Regions from separate parts of the Xenopus tropicalis genome. Here region 2 is linked to region 1. Evidence: chromatin contacts called from public Hi-C data. All regions are on one chromosome and are shown on one strand. The core of a region is the stretch at or near the end of the contact, and the rest is flanking DNA. Distances in the headings are between cores, read along the strand shown.

What was found. Hi-C and Micro-C count contacts between places; a contact is called where the count stands out from the background.
Region 2: a contact with region 1 is called in a Hi-C map of gastrula embryo, with 3 times the contacts expected there. The contact joins two enhancer-like sites. A contact is called at or near these places in 2 of 5 Hi-C or Micro-C datasets (gastrula embryo and neurula embryo).

What each region holds. Positions count from the first base shown.
Region 1 is chr5:111,740,778-111,747,281 of UCB_Xtro_10.0, reverse strand. No RefSeq gene overlaps it. Among named protein-coding and RNA genes, the nearest start is that of rpl22l1, 19 kb to the right of the region's middle. Within about 2 kb of position 4,206, at least 3 of the 11 cell types and tissues checked have an H3K27ac peak or open chromatin away from gene starts, as enhancers often do. A contact at or near this core is called in gastrula embryo, where this site is marked.
Region 2 is chr5:111,897,659-111,903,466 of UCB_Xtro_10.0, reverse strand. No RefSeq gene overlaps it. Among named protein-coding and RNA genes, the nearest start is that of skil, 6.3 kb to the right of the region's middle. Within about 2 kb of position 2,461, at least 2 of the 11 cell types and tissues checked have an H3K27ac peak or open chromatin away from gene starts, as enhancers often do. A contact at or near this core is called in gastrula embryo, where this site is marked.

The DNA of each region.
Region 1 (6,504 bases), core at 2,957-5,456:
TATACACTGTTCTAATCTGTACCCTAATGTATAGCACTATCCTGGATTTTATCAAATCAGGTCATCACCAAGGATAGAAAGTAGATTAGTATTGCTCTTGGGGTTTTTGGTATAGTTCCCTTTTAGAGATTATAATCAGCCATCAGTGTCAACTGATTTAGCAAACTCATGTCTAAAGAATGCATCACACACATCCAAGCTGAGTGCTGGAAGTGATGCCATCTGGATTTAGAACATTTTCAGCACAACTGGGTCTGATCCACATCGAAGCACACATGAAAGTGTGTGCGAATTTTGACACATCAGTCAAAACTGTGTCCGGCACGTCTTCCCTCACAGATGCAATGATGCTGGAAGTGTGAGTTTAGAATATAGACCAATGAATGCTTAGTGCAGGAGCCCTTCAGTCACTAGCCCCAATGGATCATCCTAGGTTGACCTGAATCTGGACAGTTCAGCCTGCCCTTCATGTTCTCCCATGCATGTTGCTAGGACATATTGACAAACCCAGAATGACTGGGGGAGGCACCTCTCTCCTTCCCTTGAAACCCTATCATGTGGCTAGTGGAGAGTTTATATTTGAGACAGATTTAGAAACAAGTGAGGAAGGAAATGTTTTATATGTATTAAAAGGATTGTATCAGCACATTATTTCCCTTTGTCTTACAACATTATTCAGCTATTTCCTACACTTTCATTGTATTTTAGATTTTCCAAGAACTGCATCCTTCTTAATACTATTTCTCTCTATGCTACAAAGGTGGAAACTGTTTCTGTCGTTGGAGGTCAAAAGCCTGAATGTAGCCCCAAATGAATTTTCACCCAGGACTGCCAAAGGGCACCATTCTATTATCCCATCATTTTAATATAATTTGGCATCCTGAACACTTGCCACATCATATATTTTGCCACAAATGTAAAAACTTGGCTAGCACCGGTGTAAACAATTCCAGTAGATGATCTTCACATAAGGTAATTCATCTTTTAACTAAGGACTATAAAACAATCTGAAATTTCAGACATAAAGTCTGACTGGAATATTTTTATGACAGGAAGGAAGCACTTTAAATCATATTACTACCAGGAAATGAGATTTTCCATCAGAGCAAAGTGACTACAAATTTAAAAAACAATTTTGTTTTTTTTTTTAAAGTATAATTCAGGGGAAAAAAAACCTTTTTATAAATTTTTATCAACAGACAGAGTAGATGAATATTATTTTGTTTTGCTTTTTAGCTGCGAATATATTCTTGAATTAGAAAAGGCAGGATCTGCAACATCTGGAATCCCAGGGTCAAACTTGCTGAAGCCAGGACACACAGATGGACCCAGCCGCACAGATGGACATGCAGTCTACTCAGCGCTATTTGTACTGCCAGAAACCGGCTCTTTCTTCATATAAACAAAATGCCTGCAATTTATATGATGAAATCTGTTAATAATCAAAACATAAGAGCTCACATCAAAGATCAAAAGAATCATTTGTTACTCTATTTAATGTGCAATACACAGTATTCTTCCAATAACAATAATAATTATACACTGAAAAGTATCAGCTCCAATGATTTGTACTGTACAATTATATTTTTTGTCATTTGTCCAGAGTATTAAAGTCCCATGAGATTTTAGAACCCATTTACTGACAGCAGAATACATTTGCCCCATGTACACTTTGCTCCTTGCTCCCCATCCACACCTCATTGGGCAGAGATGTTTGTGCTCCACTATAGCGCTTGCACTTTCCCCATGAATACAGTGCACTCTGCAGACCAGTTCGTAGCCTCCAAAAGTATAGATTATATTAATTATATGAAGACTCTAAAAAATTATAATTTATTATGAAAAAAAAGCACAATAAAGACAAAACTATGCCACTGAAAGCAATTTGGCAAATTGTACCAATCTTTATTTAATTCAGGGTTTTAGAGGTTTTCAGGGTTCTTCTTTTCATTTACAGTATAAGTGCCCGAAAATTCTTCCAAATGTAAGGTTTTAACGTTCTTTTTGTTTTGGTACTGTATTTTAATGTGTTTGAGCTTTTTACATTTGGATCTTTTAATAAATGACCAGACATTCATGGTTTTGGTGGAAATTAGTTTTTTTGTGGTTTCAAAGACCTCTAAAACCACTAAAGTTAGAATGTTGGTAAATAGGCCTCCCCTAGAACTGACTGTGTGCCCCATAATGCTCTAGCACTTTAATCCAGGTCTTTTTAAATAACCCCATTAGAGTTCAGATAAGGTTAGTCTGAAATGATCTTGGAAAGGTTGCTGTGATTTTTGAAATCCTGAATCATACCCTGGAGTGAGTGCATCCCTCATATTATCTAAAATAACTAAATCCTCTCTGATCAATAAAAAATAAAAACTTTAACAAAAATGTAAAACTGTCAAAGCCCCCATTTAGGCTATAAGATTTGTGTTCCAGCTGCATAAAGAATGTACTTTTAGTTCTTTCCCACACAAGGCAATATTTAAAGGAGAAGGAAAGGCTAATAAAGAGTTAATTTCAAGCTGCAGGCATACCTTCAGTTCTCTCAATAGTGCCCTTACGTCTCCCCATATTTCACCTGTTCAGATAATCTGAAGCCAAACAGGCAGAAAAAAACCCTGAGCTGTGTAAAGAAAGTTCCCATAATGCTTCGCTCCTGCACAGACACCCAGACCAAGTGAACATGCTCAGTTAGTTAGACTATGAGGAAGCTTCCTGCTGATTGGCTCAGATCCACATTCCTAAGGGAGTAAGTGAGTTCTTAGTATTCTTGAGGGAGGGGGGAGCAGGAGAGGGAGAGAGCAGTGAGCTGTGTGTCTCTGGCACATGAATTACAGACACAAGAAATCTTTTGACAGAGAAGTTTCTGTGAGTGCTTTTGGCTGTATTTACATAGACCTTTCTGGATAAAGCTTACTTAGTTTTTACCTTTCTTTCTCCTTTAAAAGGGACCCTGAGCCAGCACTGCTCCATGGCCTGGGGTATTATTCTAGTGAGTGTAGCACCACTAGCCTTGTTTGCAGATATTGGGCAGATGTTCTAAATGTGAGTTACATCAAATATGTGTGCCCAAATACATTATGTTGTAGATTATTCTAGCCAGAAAGAGATCCTTGCAATTAAAGTAATTATTCAATTAGTGACTGGTGGCTGGAGCAGGGTTGAATTTGGATTTGGTTCCACCTGAACACTGACCCACCTCACCATCTTAGGTTCTGGGATAGGCAGTATATTTATTAAGAAAGTATCCTTTGTACATGTCTCAGTTAGTGCCTAAACACACACCTAAAGTACTACAGGCAAATGATGCCATAGGCTTATATTACCCATTTGCTCTATCTTAGGTACTGTGTTTGGGGCTACTAAAGAAGTGGTAAGTTATGGTTCTTAAAACGAATCCAAACTTTAAAGGGATATAGTTATGAAGCCATTTATTTCTGTTCCAGGTATGTTAATATTTAGTGCTTCCAGTAATTATATTCACATTACTAAAAATAGTCTAAAAGGCATTCTGCTTTATTATTCTGTTGAATGCTGCAAGGTCTTTTTCTAATGGATCCCTTGTGTATGCTTTATGACGCGAGCTACTTATAACTAACAATGCAGTGCTGTTATTTGTATTCACTGCAATTAAACACTTGTGCTGCCTGCCCACTCACCCACCCACCCACCTACCAAAATGTCAACTCAGTTCATGTTTATCCACCTGCTGTGATTATTTAATACAAATGTCCTGATGAACATTTCTAATTATGATAAAATATTTTTATTAGAAAGTATTACTCCACAGCTAGACTGACCCTCCAGGCTAAATTTCGATGACCTTAACAGCTCACCTAGCCAAAACTAGGGCCCTTAGATAATGAGGATAAAGGGTTGGGGGGAAATACAAGAAACAATTGGTAGGGGGGGTAGGTGAACAAGTATACAGCATAGAACTACAGTTTGTAAGCTTTGGGCCTGATCCTCGCCCCCCCCCCCTTCCCCCAGGGTCAGGACCAGTGGCTGGGATGCAATTGTGTGGGAATGTTTTGATGAATCGGATATGAGCTACGGTCAAAATTGTCTGGATTGCATTCCAGTGCTTGGCATCAAAATGAAGTTTGATGATTCTTTAGGCAGAGTCTGTTGTGCATATTCAATGTATCATGCTAATGGAATCCTGGCATTAGCTTGATTCTCAGTTCAATGGAGCAGGCGGGATGGACACAATGGACACAATGGTGCTGAACACAAATGAATGGAAGCAGTATATGCAACAATTGCGTTCATTTTAGCATGACCACACTTGCAGCTGCATTTGTAAATGAGACAACAGAGAGAATTTGCTGTTACTAATATAAGACAAAGAAAGAAAAAAGGGTGCCAGAGAAGTGAAGCCCAACAACAGATTAAATTTGAGACCTATCCAAAGTCCTCATGCATTGCAGCTAGCATAGGGGTAGCACAGTGTGACCCCCACTCTCTGCCACAAACTAAAATACTGAAATAGTCATTAACACACACTCATCTAATGACACAGGCTTGATGCTAAACAGATTCTGGCAATTAGAAAAACCCATGTTTCCTTTCCAACCCTATGAGTAGCAGAAAGGCCAGTTCCAAACAAAGCTGTTTCCAGTGCTGGAATAAATCATCCAGATGCCTCAAATCAAGTACAAAAATAACCCTTATAAGAAACAGATACTGACTTGTGCTCATTTATCTCATATATTTATACATATGCTGTATTAAATGTATTAAAGGTACAGTAAAAACCTTCAAAAATAAATAGGCCTTGTACTGATCATGTAGTCTGCCTATTGTTTTAAATTATATTTTCAGTTTTTTTTTTAATATAAAGCACTCATTGATCATTGTTTTTTTACCCTTAGTACCCTCTTTTCACTTCAAATAAAGGCAGTTTGTTGAAATAGAGATAAGGAGCTTTGTATAAACAGGGACCTACCATTTCCATCTGCTGCTTGTGTCTTACAGATTTACAAAAAGGTGAGGTTAATTAAACAGGGCATTCAACTGGGACAGATAAATTGATGATTAACTATTTTTTCCTTCCACCATTTTTCTGAAGAAATAGGTTGGAAAATGAAAATATTTTTAGTTTCACAATTTGCCCTGTTTAGGGCAAGAAGTAACAAAAATAATAGATATATCTCAATGAAAATAATAAGAATTATGCTCAGCCCAAGACATATTCATTGAAATCATATTGGTGTGTGTGGGGGGGTGCTGTCTCTTTAATATTATCCAGGTGGAGGTTGTTATCCCTGCTTGAACTCCCAGCTATTTATACACAAACTTATAAACATCAAACGTTACATTGGTGCTTTTGTTTTATTTCTTCTCCGCTCATCTTACAGGATCCTGGGACTTCCTTTTCCTTAGAATAAGGAAAGCCCTTTCAGATAATGTGATCAGCCCTGCGTTTGTCAGCACTCTGCTCGAAAGGTTTCTGGGAAGTCCAAATAAACTGCAGCTGTCATAACTATGGATGGAGCTCAGATCAGAATTGAGAACATGGAGGAAATGTACTAATAATCAGAGCCTCTTTAAGTCACTTGTAGGCCAAGGGCAAGGGGTTTTGAAAGGTGCTGAGCTTACTGCTGCCATCTGTTTACTCCAAAATCACACGCTTCCCATCAATGACATAGCAGCATTCCTTAGCGTTAAGAAATTGCCCAACAGCATAATGTTGCAAAGAAGAAATTATACAGTAGGGTTTTTACCCCAATTCAGAAACCCATTATCCAGAAAGTTCCAGAAAGGAAATTATGTCCTTTTTCTCTGTAATAATAAAACAGTATGGTGTACTTGATCCCAACTAAGATATAATTAATCCTTATTGGAGGCAACCCTTCTGGGTTTAATTACTGTTTAAATAATGTTTTTAGCAGACTTTAGGTAGGAGATTTGAATTATGGAAAGACCCCAGGTCCTGAGCATTCTGGATAATGGGTCCCATACCTGTTCAGGTATTTATGGACACAGTACTGCACTCAAAGGGTAGAATCCAACTTTTCGGTCACCAAAACCTTAGATTGTTCGTTGTTACAATAAATTAACATCTGTGCACCATCTGACCTGATAAGTGTGGCACTCTGTGTGACCTTCTTATACTTTTATACTGTACGTAAGTAGGCTGGTAACTAGAAGAAATGACCAATCATCCTGTGAGGGCTCATATACAAATGCAGTGCACTATTAGGATGCAAATCACCATATTTTTTGCCTGAAATGCGGTATTTTTCCCCACACTTCCAGCATATTGGCCACCTGCTAAATACTATTCACCATTTCTACTAGAGGAACCCTGGAGTTAGCCTTGTCTTACTGTGTATGCCCAGCTTAAGGTTAAACTGAATCACAGGTACCTATATCCGTCGAAAAAATAGTAAGATCTGGCATACCAATGGCTGCATAAAAGCCAGTGCCACTTTATGTGTCAGATTTATTCTCAGCCCTTACTAAAAGTAGTGCTGACTAACTGTCTTAGTTTTACCAGTATTGCTAATG
Region 2 (5,808 bases), core at 1,212-3,711, 160 kb before region 1:
CACTTTCTGCATCATTTGAAATCCTGGTAGGGGAGGAGGGACTAAAACACGGATGTTACAAATTGTGACAACTACTCCACAGCTTGCAGACAGTATGCAAGAACTACACAAACCACAATGCATTGCACTATGATATTCCTTTTCTTATTGACATCATGTGTGCAGGGGATTGTGGGATTTGGAGGATGCAGGCTGAAGGCAGGCTGAGGACAGTCAATGACAAGCATTACAGAATAAAACATATGGATAAGAGGATCCTGCTTGAAAAAGTTAAAGGGTAACTACACCCAAACTAAGGATGCACCAAATCCAGGATTTGGTCCAGGATTCTGTGAAGATTCTGCTTTTTTCAAGATTAAAATCAAGTGACTTTTGGTTACATGAACACAGAAGTAAAAAAAAAATTTGCACTCTTCTATTTAACCCTACCTTAGTCTAATTTCTGTATACAAATTAGGATTCGGATTTGGTTTGGTATTCAGCCAAATCTTTCACAAAGCATTCGAGGTTAGGACAAACTTAAAAATAATGGATTCGGTGCATCCCTAGTTTGGGTGGAGTTCGCCTTTTCAAGCAGGACCCTCTTATCCATGTGTTTTATTCTGTAATGCTTGTTAACTGTAAGATCATTTTTTGCTGTTAATTAATGATGCAAATAAATGATGACTCATGGGTAATCAGCACCTTATGTATCTGTATTGGATAAGGAACCCTTTGAAACATAGGCACTGTCTGGGAGAGGCTGCAAGGCATCATGGCTGTAGGGAACATGCTATGGGTATGAAAATAGTCGGGAGTTGTTGTTTCAACTAACGATATATATTTTTTTTCCTCTTGGAGATTTTGGGCCTCAGTAATTAGTTTTCAAAGGCAAATCTTTCCTGTTTACCTGCAGCTAAATGGCACGTATGCCTGATGCACCTGCTCCCTCTTAATAGTCATTTAAATAGCAGCCTTAAAAATAGCATTGCAACCCGTCTATTATACACATCCGCACACCCTGACTGATGTACTGTCCTGCAGGGCTGAGCCCATGTCCTAGGAGATGAAAAATCTAATTCCTCCTTCTCTGAAAATATAGAAAAGTAATGAAAACACCTTGCTGGCTGCTCACTGAAGGATTCATCCAGACTCAATGGCCCTAGGGACATCCACAAGAAAGAAATTATTGGTTCTTGTCAAGAAAATGTTTCATACATGTTTTGTTTTATGTCAGAATAAATGTAAAAATCTAATTACTGCCACATCAAGATTTTTGCTGTTTACTCTCATATTACTCTGCAAGAAGGAAAAGGAATAAAATAAATCAATATATAAGGAATATATTACCCTACAGTTGGGACCTGGCATAGAGGGAAAAGCTCCAGGCAGAGCAAGTAATGTGACTGGTTATCTTGATTGATGAAATAAGAGGTTAGTAATAGTTAATAATAGTTTTATCACAAAGTATGACATTATATAACAACCATGAGATAACATGAGACTAGTCTAGGGATTAACGATGAAAGGAATTCATCCATGATTTTATAGATGGCTAAACGCTGGAAAGGACTCCTTTTCTTAGAAAAGGGGATAATTATGCTGTTATAGGAAAGTGGGCACACAACATGAGGATTATACTGTTCATTAGATAATAAACTGACACAGCCGAACTATGCTCTTGTGCTCGATTTTGGTTTTATGCCATGGCTGGGATGTATGGGTATATAACAAGTCTTTCAGAGTCAGTATATGCCCTGCTTGTTAAACATGAGTTCAATGAATAGGGCTTATACCAAACATGCTTTTTGTCTATTTGAATCCAGAAATACCTGTATCTACCCTTTAATTTTTAGCACTAAATGAAATTGAACTAAAGTCACATTCTGCTTCCTGCTCCTAGGAGCAGACAAATCAAGTGAGCAGCACACTAAAAAAGCCTCTGTATAACAAGCTGCTTCTTATCTCAGCTGGGGGCTTCAGAGGGGATCAGAAAGTGGAATGTGACTTTACTAGATTTTGCCCCTTTAGTGCAAGAAATGACCATAGATATTTCCTAATTTAAACAAGAGGCAAAAAGTATGTGGCGCACAAGCCCTATTCAAAAAAGTGTTTTTTGCATAATTAAAGAATATGTAACCAGCTTTGCAAAATACATTTTCAACATGGTTTTAAAGTTATTTGTATATTTCATTGTAATTAATTGAATTTCTTGTTTATCACTTTCTGTTTTCTGTTGCTGACTGTAAGAAAGTTGCCTAGAACTGCATTTTTGTTTCATTATGCCCAAACCTACAATTGTGGCCACCCATTATATGTACCCTAATAATGTGCATTATTTATGGTGGTTGGGTGCTTTGGGACCACATTTCATTTTCAGTGATACTCTAAAAATGCAGTGGTTATTAACCCTCCACTAAGTGGACTGACAATTGTGCAGGAGAGATAAGGCTTTGTTTTATGTAAATAGTGTAATTGTGGTTCAGTCACCAGGTGGTGCTGTTGTGTAGGGGAATACCCCACCAAGGAGAAGCTATTTGGGATAGAAAAGGGTGCCACTTTCTCTTTGGCTGATGAGAAGGAATAGTGTATAAGGCCAGGGAGCCTGAGATCAAAACCTAAGAGGCACCAAGAAGAGTTAGATTAGATAGTGATCTGTCAAGCTTAATGTAGGTGATGAGAGTTAGTGGAAGGGTATTTAGTCAAGCAGTTGAGGCTCCACCAAGGACTGAGGAAGGGACCAGTGTCTCAGTGGTACTTAGCCCAGATAAGGACCCAGTGGAATAGGGGCTAAGTAGGCCTGTGTCACAATGCAAGGCTGACCACTGTACTGAAAGTCTGTCAAGGTAAAGCATCCCTGACTTAAAGAGAAAAGCAGGGAAAGTAGGTAGCAGGCTGGGCCCCAGAAGCCTGGGAAACCTAATTCGGCCCACACTTGTGTGTGTTAAGTACTACTGAAGAAGCTGTACTGGTGACTATTGATAAAGTATTTCTGAGTATTTCCCAATGCTGTGATGGTGGTGTGGATGCTACTTGGCAAAATATAAGTTATGGAGCACCAAGTTACAAGATAAATTGAAAATCCAATATATAAACAGCCACGTCATGGCAAAAACTAGGAAAGAATAAAAGGATACCTTAGAGTGAGGGGGGGGTTAATTTATAGTTTACTCAGAGCAGGGGTGTAAGAAGTGATGGTTTGGCAAAATGCTGATGTGAGTGACCAAGGATAAATAGCAGGCTGAGAACTTAACAATGTGTTAAACGAAAAAAAAATGTTTGATCTCTCACTGAATCTTCTTCTCTGATGTACAGTATACATTTTCCACAGTTTGCTAAGCAAGCATTCTTTCCATTTTTTGTCATTATAAAATTGATCAGTGCAAAGATTATATTACATTTTACCTTGGCAGATTAAGCAGCAGCAATATATACATTTCTCCCTCAGTTTGTCTTCATTCCACAGTGATGGCAACAAGCAAAGCAAAACGATATGTTCCCCATACAGCAGATGGCTTTGGATTCTTCAGGGAGGCAAACACACATTCCCAATGTGCATAGGGGTTTGCTGCCCTCCAGATAATGCCCAGGGCTCCTTATTAACTGCCAAAAAGAATTCTTGGAAGCTGTGCTTTCTCATATTCTCAGGTGAGAAATTATAACAAATGTATGACTAACAAGTGCCTGGATAGATTCACTATTTACAGTACATGGAAATTAGAAAATGTGTATTTATATACACTGTATGCAGGCCCAGACTGGCAATCTGTGGATTCTGGCAAATGCCAGAGGGGTTGCTGTAAGATAGACCATAGACAGTCAGTATTTAGTGGGCTGGTGGGGGGCTGTTTGGGCCTCTGTGGACTTTGAATGCCAGAGCCTATTTTGAATTTCAGTCCAGGCCTGAATGTGTGTATTTCCATTGCTTCTACATGAAGAACCCTTGGCTTGGGTAGCCAAGCAGATTTAACAGAAATGCAGACAGAACAGGGATTAAAATCAGTAAATATTTTTATGCATAATAAATATTTATATAGAGGCCCCAAGAGTTACTGGCACGCTTGATGAACAATAAAAAGCAGCATAACATAAACAGCACATATAGCACATATAAAGAGTCATATATCATGACAAAAAATGGGAAAATAAATACATCTGTTATTCTTTTTGTCTTCACAAACATTTGACTATTGGCTCTCTTCTTTTTTGATGCATAGAATATGAGAATGCCGTAAAACTCAGGAAGAGCAAGTATTTCCTAGGGAAATAGCAAAGGACTGATAAATGAAAAATGTCAAATGGTTGTTGGTTTCCACAAATCATGTGCCGGCTACATCAGGGCAATAAACCAAAAGTATAACACCACCAATCATATTAGGCAAAGCGTGAAAGAGTATCTTCCCTACACAGTGAGGGAGGAGTTTAGGACAGAGAAGTTTTACGCAGGTCCAGTTGGGCAGACCTGTGCCTGACCTGGATCCACCGCTCCACTTTGTCCCCTACTCAGACCCGCTATTGAGACCCCCCGCAATGAATTTACTTACTGCCATAAATGCTGCCTATTTGGGGCATGTGGGAGGGATAGCAGCTGTATATTACCCGCATACCCAAGCAGGGTGCCCATGGACCATCCACCTTCCTTACTGAAACCCAACTGCTTTGCATGAACTGGGCATTTACCTGACCAGCTGCAGGTCTCTAATTTGTAGTTCAGCCATAGCTGTTGTTAGGTGCTGTACCTCTCTCACAGCATAAGCCACTAATTTCCACAGAGAAGAGACAAGGAGACCTTTTTTTTCATTTATAATTTTACTGTAAACTGTGTACTGTTTGCTCTTATGTTTATACAATACATAGTACCAACATTTTCTGCAGCGCTTTACAGAAATTATACAACATTCATATTAGTTCCAGCTCCAGTGGAGCTTACAATCTAGATCCCTGTTTATGGAGTCCATATTTGCTAGGATCAACATCTATACTATAAACCCTTTTAGAACATTAGCAGGCTTGGGCATGTAGCCATGTAAACAAATGAGCGGCATTGATTAAAGAGCTGACAGGAAAAATAGCTATGGCACCAACAATATGGCGTTTGTATGCGGGCACCTTAGAGTCTATTTTTGGTTACACTTAATGATGCAGACAGTCTGCATATTAAGCAAACATGAGGGTTTCAGTACCATAATATAATCATAGTTTGTTAATCTGTATATTAAGAAGCTTTAATGCATGCTGATATCAGTATTGTATGGATACCTATGGCAATTTATACAGAATATGAAAAATCCAACAATGGGATCTATTATCTGGAATTCTTGGGTTTTCAGATTAAGGGGTCCTTTGAGCACTATCAGGCTTGTTTTGCTTCTAACATGAATTTATACTAGCTTAGTTACACCAACTAAAATGTAAAGTTTTATTATTTTATTGCATTATTGTCTTCTAGGACTCTACAGAAAATGTAATTGCCCTACATGAAAACTATCTGAATAATGTTTTGTTTTTTTTTTAATAAATCAATTTTAATAAAAAATTCCATAATGAAGCTTTTTTTTTTTAGTAGAATTCTCATAAATTTTCTTGCATCTATATTGAGAACAATAATAGTTATTGAGAACAATTGAGAACTCAAAACAATTCAAGCACTTTCCTTATTTAATACTAGGTGGGAAATCGACGCACATGACCAGAGGAGTTATGCTAATTCTTCCCCTAGGAACATTTATTGACAAATAGTCCCACTGACCCTCTCTAGCAAAGCAAAATGACAATTGTATGAGCCCTATTAAGTGACTTACCCAAGTGTTTCATTACTGTCTAGAGGCT